4 separate regions of the Sus scrofa genome follow, and all the other regions are linked to region 4. The links are chromatin contacts, called in public Hi-C and promoter capture Hi-C maps. All regions are on one chromosome and are shown on one strand. The core of a region is the stretch at or near the end of the contact, and the rest is flanking DNA. Distances in the headings are between cores, read along the strand shown.

Region 1 (2,727 bases), core at 31-2,530, 280 kb before region 4:
AAATGTCAAAGTTCTGAGGCTGAGAAGCCCTGACCTAATACTTCTCCCATATTCTACCAGTGATAGATTTCACATTTCAGATCTGACCCCCGTCCATTGTGGTATACACTTGTCAGACCCACAGCCTCAGCCTCCCATCATCTTTTGAACAGCCTTCCTAGATCTGGGGAAGCTCATATAAGTCTCGCCTCCCCAAGAAAGGAGTTCAGATCCTAAATTCCGGGCTGCTTTGCAGCCAGGACTCAGTTTCACTCAACCAGATGCATCCCTATGAGCCTCTGACTAAGAGGTGAGCAAGGGAGCAAGGTGAGGAAAGGGGCTCTTCTGGAAGCTTGGCATTTTGATGGTGCAAAAACATGTGGCATTTGAAGATGACAGCCATTCCCCAGTGGTTCTTGGAGCAATGACAGCAGTTCCCTCCAGTGTGAGGTGGGACAGCAGCAACAGTCCCAGTCAGGATAGTTTCCTCATCAGGCCAGTTCTTCAGCTTGGTTCTGAGCATCATTCCTGGAAGCTTAACCTGGAGTCACTTCTCCAGTCCTCCCCAGAATCCCCCAGCTATCCAGTATCCTTTCAATATGCTCTCTTTCTACTTAGTCAGAGTCAGCCTCTATTGCTCAGAACTAAGAACCCTGCTTAAATGTCTCCAATGGCTTCCCATAGATTCTAGAATGTGTCCCAAATCCTCTGCTTACCTCAAGGCTCTTCTTTATCTGGGATATACCCACTCTGTCCACGTTGAGCCACTGTGCCAACTCTGGTCACATGGAGCCACCCTGATCCTGTTACTCTTCCTCAAGCCCATATTGCCTACCACTAAAGAACCCAACTGGACTGCATCTCTTCTCTACGTATCCCAATCCCCAGGACTATTCTTATCTTTAGCATAAACAAGACACTTTTTAGGCTCTACTGCAAGAGTTGATTCAGGTACCCGTAAGCTCTGCCCGGGTAGGAACATGTCTTCTCAGCACCTAGGATAATATCTGGCACAAAGCAGGTGATCAATACATATTTATTCAATGAAGGTCAGAATGTGGACAAGCACTGCCACCTATTGGGAGAAACTTTATTCAACTCTTATAACGATTTGGAAAATGGCTATCATACAAGGATAAAACCTGATAACTCTCTTCCTTATCTAACTTACCTTCACCATCATTATTGCCAGATCCTCTGTGGTAGCCACATTCCCAGATGGCCCTTAATTATCCTTGTTTACTGGTACTCATGTCTTTGGGCTGATTCTTCCACAGCGAAGGCTTGGTTTGTGATCAACAGAATATGACTGAAGTAATGGTATGTGATTTCTGAGACTAGATCCTAAAAGACATCGTGGCATTTACCTTGGTCCCTCTGGGAAGCCAGAGGCTAAGCCATTGGGACACTCAGATGGTCCCACAGGGAGGTGCATGCAGTGAAAAACTGAGGCCTCCTGCCAACAATCATGTGATTGAGATGCTCCAGTCCGAGTCGAGACTTGAGATAACTGCAGCCTTGACATGTATCTTGACTGCAATCTCCTGAGAGATTCAGAACCATACGGCCACCCGTACCCAAATGCCTTGACCTATAGATCCCGTGTGACAATAAGCGTTTGTTGTCTTAAGGTGGTAAGCTTTGGTTGACTGTTATGCACCGCCAGATTACCAATATACTCTGACACCGATCTCTGACTACGAACTGTTTCAATTTTGCTGTATCGGGGGAAACTACTACAGCCTGGGCTCAGGCTAAGGTTTCTGAGTAGAAGGTGCCAGAGTCAGGCGCCATGGAGGAACTGGGGTAAGAACCAGGCACACCTGGGCCTTGCAGAGTGGCTAGTAGTCGCGCCTGTAACATCCCCCTCTGCGTTAACTTTCTCCAGGTCCGACTGAAAAGTGGCGCTCCAGCCACCAGCGCAAAAGCCGCGATACTCGAGCCCGGTGGCAGCCTCGGCGCCTGCGCAGTGCGCTCTTCGCCTCTCAGGGGGCGCCGTTGCGCGCCGAGTCATCGATCGCGAGTCCCAGAGTGGCTTGGCTGCGCGTAGGCCTCCAGCTGCCCCTAGCAGGGTGGGCTCCAGGGGGCGCCCTTGGGGGGCGGAGCGCTCATGTTCCCAACACAGGCCGGCAGGACGTCCGTCGCGGCAGGGCCTTCTCTCCGTTAAACCTCAGCAGCCCCATAGCGCCGGTGGTCGCCACTCTAGGGCCGCCGCCACTTGAGGCGGGAGCTGCCCGGCCCCGCCGTAGTCATCGTCGTCGCCGCCTCGGGGTCTGGCCCCTGAGTCCTCCTGGCGCCGCCATGAAGCTGCGGGTCCGGCTTCAGAAGCGGACCTGGCCGCTGGAGATGCCAGAAGCGGAGCCGACCCTGGGGCAGCTGCGCGCGCACCTGAGTCAGGCCCTGCTGCCCACCTGTGGGTACAGGTACGCGCCGCGGAGAGGCGGGGGTGCGCGGCAGGTCGGGGAGGAGCGCGGGGCGGTGCGGGTACGCCCCGGGCCGTCACGTGAGGCCGGGCGGGGAACGGGATGTTGCCGGGCCCGCGACCCTGCGACTGTGACGCGCGCCGACCGGAGGACCATCCGGCGCTCGGGCTGCAGCTCGCGGGGTCCCAGCTCCGGAGGTCATGGCTCGGCGTCCCGGGGGCCCCGATCCCCTCCAGGGTGAGCCTTCGCTTCTGTTTTTGCAGCAAACGTACACAGGGATAGGCTAGGACGACACATTCTCACGCCCTTTGAAATAGTTGGAAAT
Region 2 (2,749 bases), core at 126-2,625, 400 kb before region 4:
TCTTATAATGACATATAAAAAGCTAACTGAAATGCAGCCATTTTGCAAATGCAATGGACAGTTTCAGTAACTGGAAAGAATTTTTTTCTTAATCTTCCTTGTCCTCAACATACAACCTAGGAAAGGGGCCCTAAAAAGAACAGCCAAATGTAGCTATATGTCTTTGGTACACTTCTGCACTGTACTGGCCTGGTACCACAAACTACTTTCAACATTAACACGAAGCCTGCAGAATTAAAAACTTTATTTCTCTACATTACCAGCCAAGCCAGATGGGGACCAACAAAATTCAAGGTGAAGCATGGTGATGAGCTAAGAATACACTTCGAAATCTAGATCAAAATTTTATTAAATGCGCATATAACTCAAAGGCAAAGATAAAATGTTAAACAGCCAACAATCGACGTATAGCTATTTGGAACGACTACTCACACTTGGAGAAAATCAAGTTTAATGAGAGTAAACTCAACTCAGCACTACTTTCTGGATTTTTTTTGTTCCCTTTGGGACACAAATCCATTTGCAAATCGCACCTGTAACCTGCCCAATGGCACCAAAAACAAAGACACTCTCAAGTCTCATCTTCTAGATGTTTTCCAAAGATGTCACCAGCGCTGAGCCCACCAAGCTACTCACCTGTGATGCATCTGCTGGGGGCCAAATGTCAAAGAAAGGCGCACACAGGTGGCGGGGAACCGGCATCAGGGTTTGCGTTCCAGGGTCACGTGCTACCGCATCTTGCTTACAACCGCTGCACAAACGCGGCCCCTCGCCCCCGAGGCCGCCCGGGGCCGCCCAACTTCTCCCGAGGGCCCGCGGCCGCGCACCCCGCCGCGAGATGGGGCATGCCGGGGGACACCCGGGGCCTTTCCTCCAGAAGCTTCGGGAGGGGGACTGCGCAACCTAAGAGGGAGGACAAGGGCGGTCACCAAAGCACGGGAAGGATGCAGCCCACGTCCCCTTGCCGCCGGAGAGCCCGGGCCTGCGGACACCGCTTCCCAAGGGCGGCCAAGTCGCTCGCCCGGCCGCCGGCAAGGGGCCCGCAGGCCGCCCTCGCCCCGCCCCGCCCCGGCCAGGCCCGCGCGCAGCCCACCTGCCGGCCGCGCGGGGGGCGCACGCGCCTGCCCCACCGCTTTGTTCCTCATCCAGGCAGAGCTCGCCGCGGGGCCCTCCCCTCCCGCACGACCCCGCGCCCCGAGGGCCGCTCGCCTAACGTTTCCCGCCCGGCCCAACCCGCGGTCTCCTCGGGGCCGCACCCTCCAAGGCGCGTTTCCGACTCCTCAGCCACTCTCCGCGCCCGCCGCTCCTCCCTCGTGCGTGCGCCCCTCCCCGCCGGGAACCGCAAGCAGCGCCCACCGCCGGCTCGCCCCTCCCCAGCCCACCCCACCGTCTCCTGCCGCGCGTGCGCACCGCGGGGACCTGGGCCGGAGGGGGCCGGGCCGCCTGAGGATCGGCCGGGAGCGCCGCGTCTCAGTCGGCCCGGGTCGAGTCGAGCGCCGAGCTATCGACCCTGTTGCTAAGCAACCAGGGCTGACGTGTAAGGAGGGAGTGGGTTCTGAGTCCCATAAATCCCCCAGACTTCAGGTTTCAGTCCTCGTGTCATTCTCCTGTTAGGAAAGCGTAAGTCCACACATGCCCGCAAGGTTTGAAACAAGGGCCTTAACCCAGAGATGTTGGCTGTTGTTGCCCAGGAGGAATTGGGATTTTATCCCGAGTATTTGTCAACACAGGTTACACCTATAGGTTACTCAGCTTCCCTGCTTGAAGTCATAGAGTGCAGGGTTTGGGATTTTGTGTACATTTCCTTCTTCCTTTTTTTGCTCTTCGTCCCCTACTGCATGCCAGGCACTGTGTCAAGCCCTTGGGATACTGAGATGACTTTAAAGGAAAATGTTCCCAAGTTCACGGCAATTGAACATGGAAACACCACCACACTACGCTGCCATTCACCAGCAGAACTGTAGAGACCCAGGAATTCTCTCATTCCGAAGACATTTAGTGAATTACATCTCAAACAAAGGGATGCAAAATAACAGGTCTTGACTTTCGACAGCTTGCCGAGTAGTGGAGACTGGTGAGTTTTGAGAATTAGATCTTGTGAAAGACAGATGCACATACAGTGTTTTGGATGAGAGCCTGAAGTGGTGTCAACTCGTATAATCTTTCCCTTCCTTTACCTCTCATACGGAGAAAGAATATTCCAAATTGAGGGAGCTAATCACTGAACATTGGCACGTCACAATAGTTTTCCTCCCTTATTTGGCAACAATACCTAAATCAAGAAAGTCATCATACCACAAGGAAGTGAGAGACAATATCCCCTAAAATGCCACATCCATCCAGGGGCCTAGGGAATGATGATGTGTCTTATAAAGGCTAAATTAGTTCTCCCTGGTTTTCCATGCCTATTCTTTTTAAACAATTTTATTTAATTTTGGAAGTGTAAAATCAGGTCAGATAAATTTAAGAGCTAAAACTATAATGCTTACAGAAGAAAACATATGAGAAAATCTTTGTAACCTTGATAGGACACAAAAATCAGGGACCTCCAGGAGTTCCCCTTGTGGCTCAGCAGTAACAAACCCGACTAGTATCCATGAGGATTTGGGTTTGACCCCTGGCATCACTGGTAAGTATCTGGCATTGCCATGAGCTGTGGTATAGGTCCCAGACGTAGTCTGGAAGTGGCATGGCTGTGGCTGTGGTTTAGGCCAGAAGCTGCAGTTCCAATTCGACCCCTAGCCTGGGA
Region 3 (2,892 bases), core at 57-2,556, 340 kb before region 4:
CAAAACCTCACAAATGTCTTCTTTCCTCACTTTAACGGAAAATAATCAGCACAAACTGGCAAGGAAGTCCAAGAGAAAGAGAGCCTAGGCTTTCAAATTCTCTGGTATTGGGCTCCCAAGTCTGCACTGGGGAATGTATCATCCTGTCAGAGGAAAAAGAAGTGAAGTGGACATCAAGTCTTAGCAGATCTTGGAGTTCCCGTTGTGGCTCAGCGGGTTATGAACCTGACTAGTGCCCATGAGGATTTGGGTTCGATCCCTGGCCTCGCTCAGTGAGTTAAGGATCCAGCGTTGACAATGAACTTTGTGGTGTAGGTTGCAGATGTGGCTCGGTTCTTTGGATCCCCGTGTTGCTGTGGCTATGGCTAGGCCAGCTGCTGCAGCTGCGATTTGACCCCTAGCCTGGGAACCTCCATATGCCGCAGATGCGGCCCTCAAAAGACAAAAAATAAAAAATAAAAAGTCTTAGCAGAGCTTCGCTACATGAATAAAGCAGGCTGTGTAACCAACTGATCGAGGCCCTTCTGTGAAGTGCATATTACAAACAAACAACCCTGCCCAGTGAACTCTCTAGGCTGTTGTGAGAAGCAAAATCGTTATATTAAAAACCAATATGTCAATTACAAAAAACAAAAACACCAACACAGAGCAGTGAATGCTAAAAATATGGTTCAGCGAACAAAGGTCTGTAAACGCTAAATAAAAGATCTGCATGACTCAGGGGAGCTAGAGATCAGTTCCAGCAACTCCACCCTGGAGACTGGCCTCCTAGTAAAAGACCACTAAAGTCTCTAAGGCTCAGGAGTGGAATGCATCTTAGGGAGCGTTTATGAGGCTTCTATGCGAAAACACTCTGCAAAGCCCAATTTCTTATTTACTCGGATTCCCTAGACTACTCCGCTTAGCTGGTCCTCTCGACTGGGGACCTCTCCAGCCGGGCGGTGGTGACCGGAGGCTGCAGGGTGAGGTGGGGTGAAAGTCGGGGGATGGGAGGAACTCTGCTGGGGGCGGGGCGGGGGCACCCCGGCGTGAGAGGTTCGAAGGGGGTCGCAGGAGGCCTGGTCAGGCCGGCAGGGAGGCGCCGCGGGTGCCGAGTCAGGGAGGCCCCGGCACTGAGTCCTGTTCCCCCGCCTCACCTGCATGTTGGGCACGAAGCCCTTCTTGATTCTCCAGCAGTTTTTATTGATCTTTTCCAAGAACTGCAGCTCATCGTTATAACTGCGACTCATGGTGGCGACAACCGCAACAAAAACTCCCGGCTTCGCTTTGAAGAGCGGCTGCCGCGTTGTCCGGCGGAACGAAACACCGCCTTCCGGTACTCAACGCGCAGGCGCGGCGGCTCCGCCGCAGGATGGGCGACGGCAGCTGCCGAGGCTCAAATCTCGTCGCCTAATCGCTTTTCTTTCTTTTTTTATTTTGGGTCGTTTCGTTAGACTGTCCTCTAGCGTTTACCTTTTTGGATGTTGACTTGTCATTCTCTTCTAATCGAAAGCTAAGCAAAATCCAGTCGTTTTTAGTATGATCTAGTTATCCTTCGTTTTGGAAGTGCTTTGCAGCCCTGGAAAACACACTGAATCTGGATCAGGTCCAACTGTTTAATGAATCCATCTGCTTGGCATTTATACCCTAGCCGTGAGGGGAAAAGAGATGCTGCAGCTGAGATAGAGAAACATGTTTAAGTAAACGTCACGATGGAATATTTGTAACGTTTCAGAATGAATTTGCGAGCACATCGAATAACGTTTCTGTCAGAAAAGCGCACTCCGAAGAATGAAACGTGACAGTTATCATTTATTCCAACCACACGGACGGGGGCATCTATTAGGGCCAGATGTGCCAACAAAGAGGGGTAAATGGCAGTCCCTGTAGACTTCCCAGTTTAGCCTTCCTTGATGACTAATTGCTCTGGGATCGTGCTTTTATACGCAGTGTCTCGTCTTCCCAGTAATCACTGAGATTTAAGTGCTTTCAATTTCTAATCCTACCTCATATTAAAGAACAGCGACTTTGGAATCAGAAAGGCTTGGATTGAATTTTTTACCTCTGCTGTTTACTGGCTTTGTGTGATTCCTCTCTTTTAACTTTTGTTTTCTTATCTGTTAAATGAGATCATAGGTCTTCACAGAGTGGATGTGGGATTAAATGAAATGACACCCTGGAAGTAATGGGCATAGGGCTTGGTAAACCCTCCAGGAAACAGCTCTCTTCCATTAACCCACGGGATTGTCAGCATCACAAAAGCAAAGTTTGTGGTTTCTATTCATTTCTTAGGTTACCCATACTGGTTCCCCTTTCTACCTCTTCTGCCCCAATTTCGCCCCATTGATTGGGTGCTCTAATAACATTAATCAAACCTGACTTATCTAGATTTAGTCCTCTGCACTGCCATTTCACTTAGTTTGGGATGGAAAACAACCTAAAACTTAAAGAAGTGACAGAACTTCCAGAGTTTCCTGTGATCACTCTGATTCTCACGGGAAGCATTTAAGAGACACCGTACTATGTTTTTAAATTAAGCCCTGAAATCTATACAAACTCAGCTTATGTCAACGTTTAGGACACTAAATTATCTTCCTCCTTCCCTATCTTATTTTATAAAAAAAATCCCAGGCAGAAAGTTTTGCAAATAAAAAGACGAAGTTGACATTGTTAGAAAACGATTTTAATTAAATACAGGGGACAGTAACAGTAAATATAAAACATAAAATCCAACATGTAGGGAAGGGGGAGCCTTAGAGAGCTGAAGGGGTTGGAGGGACCTCCTCTGATAACAAAAGATGCAAATCTGTATTTGAGAGTTTCTCACGAGCCTCCTTACAAGTACATGCTTCACTCTTGGCCTCAGAATCTTATAGAAAGAGGAACACACAACATGCACGCAAACATGAACAC
Region 4 (2,867 bases), core at 80-2,579:
CTGCTAAGGTCCAAGAAAATAAATGCCCCTCTTAAGGTGGCAGCGGTGAATCGAGTTCCTGGATGGTTGCCAAGTCACGTCACTTTACTGTGCCAGTTTCCTCATCTGGAAAGTGTGAATAATACTTTGTGCTTTTCCTATCTAAAAGGATTATTGTGAGATGTAATGAGGTGAGGTGTGAAAAATATAAGGCGGGATCAATGTGTTACCGAATAATAAAAACGGTCATAGTATTAGTTATTAGCAGTTATCCATTACAGCTAATAGTTCTCCATGATCTACTTTTATCCCAGTTTGGGGTCAGTTCACCCCAAATTCTTTGCTAAAGGATGGAAACCTGTCTGCCCTAGATGGGGTTACTCCTTTCTCCTGCCCTTTCTATTTAACTGTTTTTTTTTTTTTTTTTTTTTTTTTTTTTTTTTTTTAAATAAGCTCAGGGCTTTTGCACTTGATGTTCTCTCCACCAAGACTGCCACATGGCTGAGGCTTTCATTCTCATCTCAGCCAGGATGTCACCTCCTCAGCCAGACTTCTTCTTATTATCCCATAGACAGCAGCGCCCTTCCTAGTCCTTTCTAGCTCATTATTCTGTTTTATTTTCTTCATGGCACCTTAGAAAATCACCCTATGTATTTACTGATGTATATAGCCTGCAGTTCCATAGGAGTAGTTTCTTTTGCTCATGCCAGCATCCAGAACAATGTTTGTTGAATGACTTCACAATTTACTCTGTCTGAACCCAGGAAACAATCTTTTATTACTGTTAGCTCCAAAAAGCAGATGGCTCCCTTCCATGCAGGAAAGTCAGGGATGGAGGTAAGGGGTGTAGCGGGGGTGTGTGGTGATAGGTCATCAACCTAGTTCTTTCCCCAGAGTCTGCACTCTCCAGAGAAGGTAGAGAGCCATCAGCTATCCTTTCCACCAGCCACAAAATCTCCAGGGCCAGGGCCACCTCTAACCTGCCAGAGGGGTTGGTGCTGGAGTGGATGGCAGTTGATTCTGGTTTGGGTCAGAGGCTCCCAGAGGGCAGGGTGGGCAAGAGGCGAGGGTGCAGGCAAGAAGCGGACGGGGGCGCCGCTCTGACGGCCTCTCTGCAAGCGCGTATCAGAGGCACGTCCAGCCCACCCACTCGCGTGCCCATAGCAGCATTATTCCCTATAAGGATCTGAACTGTCCGGGGGCGGCCCCGCCCCGTCGCCCCGAGCCCCCAGCCCCGCCCCCTTTTTGGAGGGCCGATGAGGTAATGCGCCTCTGCCATTGGTCGGAGGGGGCGGGCCCCGCGCTCCGGAGAGGGGCGTGCCGGGGGGACGCGCTCTATATCACCCGGCCGCCGGGCTGCGGCGCAGAGCGGGCAGCAGGCGGGCGCTGGGACAGCTTCTTCTCCTCCTGCTCCTCGGGCTTCTCCAGCTCTTGCTACAGCTCCCGCTTCTTCGCCCAGAGTGACTGCCCACTCGCCGAATCGTGTGCCAGCGCCGAGGCAACCTCGCCTCACCCCAGCCCGTCCCGCTGGGCACTCGGAGGGCGGCGTACCCGAAGCCAAAGTTGCTCCACACGGCCGGGCGGGCGAGCTCAGGCTGCAGCGACCCCGCCAGCGGCGTGTACCGCAACTTTGGAGAGGCGAAAGCAGCCCGGCAGCGGCAGCGGCAATGACTCCCTGGCTCGGGCTTGTCGTGCTCCTGGGCAGCTGGAGTCTGGGGGACTGGGGCGCCGAGGCGTGCACATGCTCGCCCAGTCACCCCCAGGACGCCTTCTGCAACTCTGACATCGGTAAGCGCTCCGGGTGTCCCCGCAGGAGCCCCCGCGGTTCTCGCTCGCGCGCTGCAGCCAGACTTGGGTGTTGCTCTGGGTGGCATGGCGAACCCCTCTCCTTTTCTCTGCCTAGGCTCGGGCGGGTTGGAGATACTCAGGTTCCTGCGGCGGGGGCTCTGGCTTGACCGAGGGGGGAGATGCCCTGCAGAGAAATCCACTGGACCAGAGTGAACCCCTTGTAACTATGCTCTTTTAGGGCGTGAGGTCCCTAATAGTCCTTTTGACATCTGGAAAATTTCCTTTTTCTCTTGGGAGGATGGGCTGGGGGAGCAAGGTGGGGAGAGTGTTTCTAAAACTTGGAATGCCAACTAAAACGCTGCGACGGTGAATCTTTAAAAAAAGAAAAAAAAAAAAAAAGAAAAAAAAAGAAAAGAAAAAGAAAAAAGAAAAAAGAAAAGTCGCCAGACTTGTACAGGGAAAGTTGCAGGAGAAACTTGAAGTTTTCTGAGTTTGCCTCATCTCCTGCACCCATGAATTTAATTCTTTTCAATGAGACCCAACCGAGCCTCACACTCCCTAGGCAAGTGCTAACTGAGCTTCTTGGCCTGACCAGTTTGGGTAGATTTAAGGAGAAAAATGAGAAGAAAGCCTTGGGGTTGACCCTCCCCAGAGAAACTGTGTTTGAGAGTGTTGATAGCAAGCAGAAGGTGGCGTGTGTGAGGGATCACTTATCATATAGCTGTGAGAATTCACAGGAAGGTTATTTTTTTTTTCCTTGAATGTGTGTGGGGAGGGGGACACAGCAATGGAAAACGGATTTGTCACCAAGAGAACAAAGATGCCAGGGGTCACATCATGGTGACTCTTTCAAATCAGACTTAGCATCTTGATTAGAGACTCGGTAAGAAGTAGAACCAGTTTTTATCAAGGGCCTTGAGAGTGTCCTGGGAGAACTTGTTTGGGAGTTTTCAGGACACTTGTGTTTGGATGGTCAGAGATGGAGTAGCAGCTGGAAAACATCTCTCCTCTCCTTTCCAGTTCATAAAGCATACAAGTCCAGTGGCCCCTGCTGTGTGTGTGTGTGTGTGTGTGTGTGTGTGTGTGTGCTGGGGGTGGGG

The links. Promoter capture Hi-C pulls out the DNA fragments that hold promoters and counts their contacts. Hi-C and Micro-C count contacts between places; a contact is called where the count stands out from the background.
Region 1: a contact with region 4 is called in a Hi-C map of liver, with 5 times the contacts expected there. The contact joins the promoter of BPIFC here to the promoter of TIMP3 in region 4. A contact is called at or near these places in 1 of 5 promoter capture datasets (liver), 6 of 47 Hi-C or Micro-C datasets (embryonic fibroblasts, fibroblasts, heart right ventricle and 2 more) and 1 of 2 datasets of contacts at active chromatin or transcription factors (skeletal muscle).
Region 2: a Hi-C map of skeletal muscle shows a contact between it and region 4, with 6 times the contacts expected there. The contact joins the promoter of PRDM4 here to the promoter of TIMP3 in region 4. A contact is called at or near these places in 3 of 47 Hi-C or Micro-C datasets (embryonic fibroblasts, heart right ventricle and skeletal muscle).
Region 3: a contact with region 4 is called in a promoter capture Hi-C map of fetal liver, with 3 times the contacts expected there. The contact joins the promoter of RTCB here to the promoter of TIMP3 in region 4. A contact is called at or near these places in 1 of 5 promoter capture datasets (fetal liver), 8 of 47 Hi-C or Micro-C datasets (embryonic fibroblasts, fetal heart ventricle, fetal liver and 5 more) and 1 of 2 datasets of contacts at active chromatin or transcription factors (skeletal muscle).

Annotation. Positions count from the first base shown.
Region 1 is chr5:12,525,481-12,528,207 of Sscrofa11.1, reverse strand. BPIFC (BPI fold-containing family C protein) reads right to left here and starts at 1,280. Exons shown (of 18, transcript XM_005655521.3): 1 at 1,151-1,280. FBXO7 (F-box protein 7) reads left to right here and starts at 2,275. Exons shown (of 9, transcript NM_001171751.1): 1 at 2,275-2,402. The coding sequence starts at 2,281.
Region 2 is chr5:12,637,016-12,639,764 of Sscrofa11.1, reverse strand. It overlaps PRDM4 (PR domain zinc finger protein 4), which reads right to left and starts at 1,375. Exons shown (of 12, transcript XM_005655523.3): 1 at 1,257-1,375; 2 at 637-903. The coding sequence starts at 647.
Region 3 is chr5:12,578,707-12,581,598 of Sscrofa11.1, reverse strand. RTCB (RNA 2',3'-cyclic phosphate and 5'-OH ligase) reads right to left here and starts at 1,306. Exons shown (of 12, transcript NM_001122986.2): 1 at 1,137-1,306. The coding sequence starts at 1,229. It overlaps BPIFC (BPI fold-containing family C protein), which reads right to left. Exons shown (of 18, transcript XM_005655521.3): 18 at 2,641-2,892.
Region 4 is chr5:12,241,061-12,243,927 of Sscrofa11.1, reverse strand. It overlaps TIMP3 (metalloproteinase inhibitor 3), which reads left to right and starts at 1,329. Exons shown (of 5, transcript XM_003126073.6): 1 at 1,329-1,767. The coding sequence starts at 1,647. The region is part of intron 6 of SYN3 (synapsin-3); the gene reads right to left.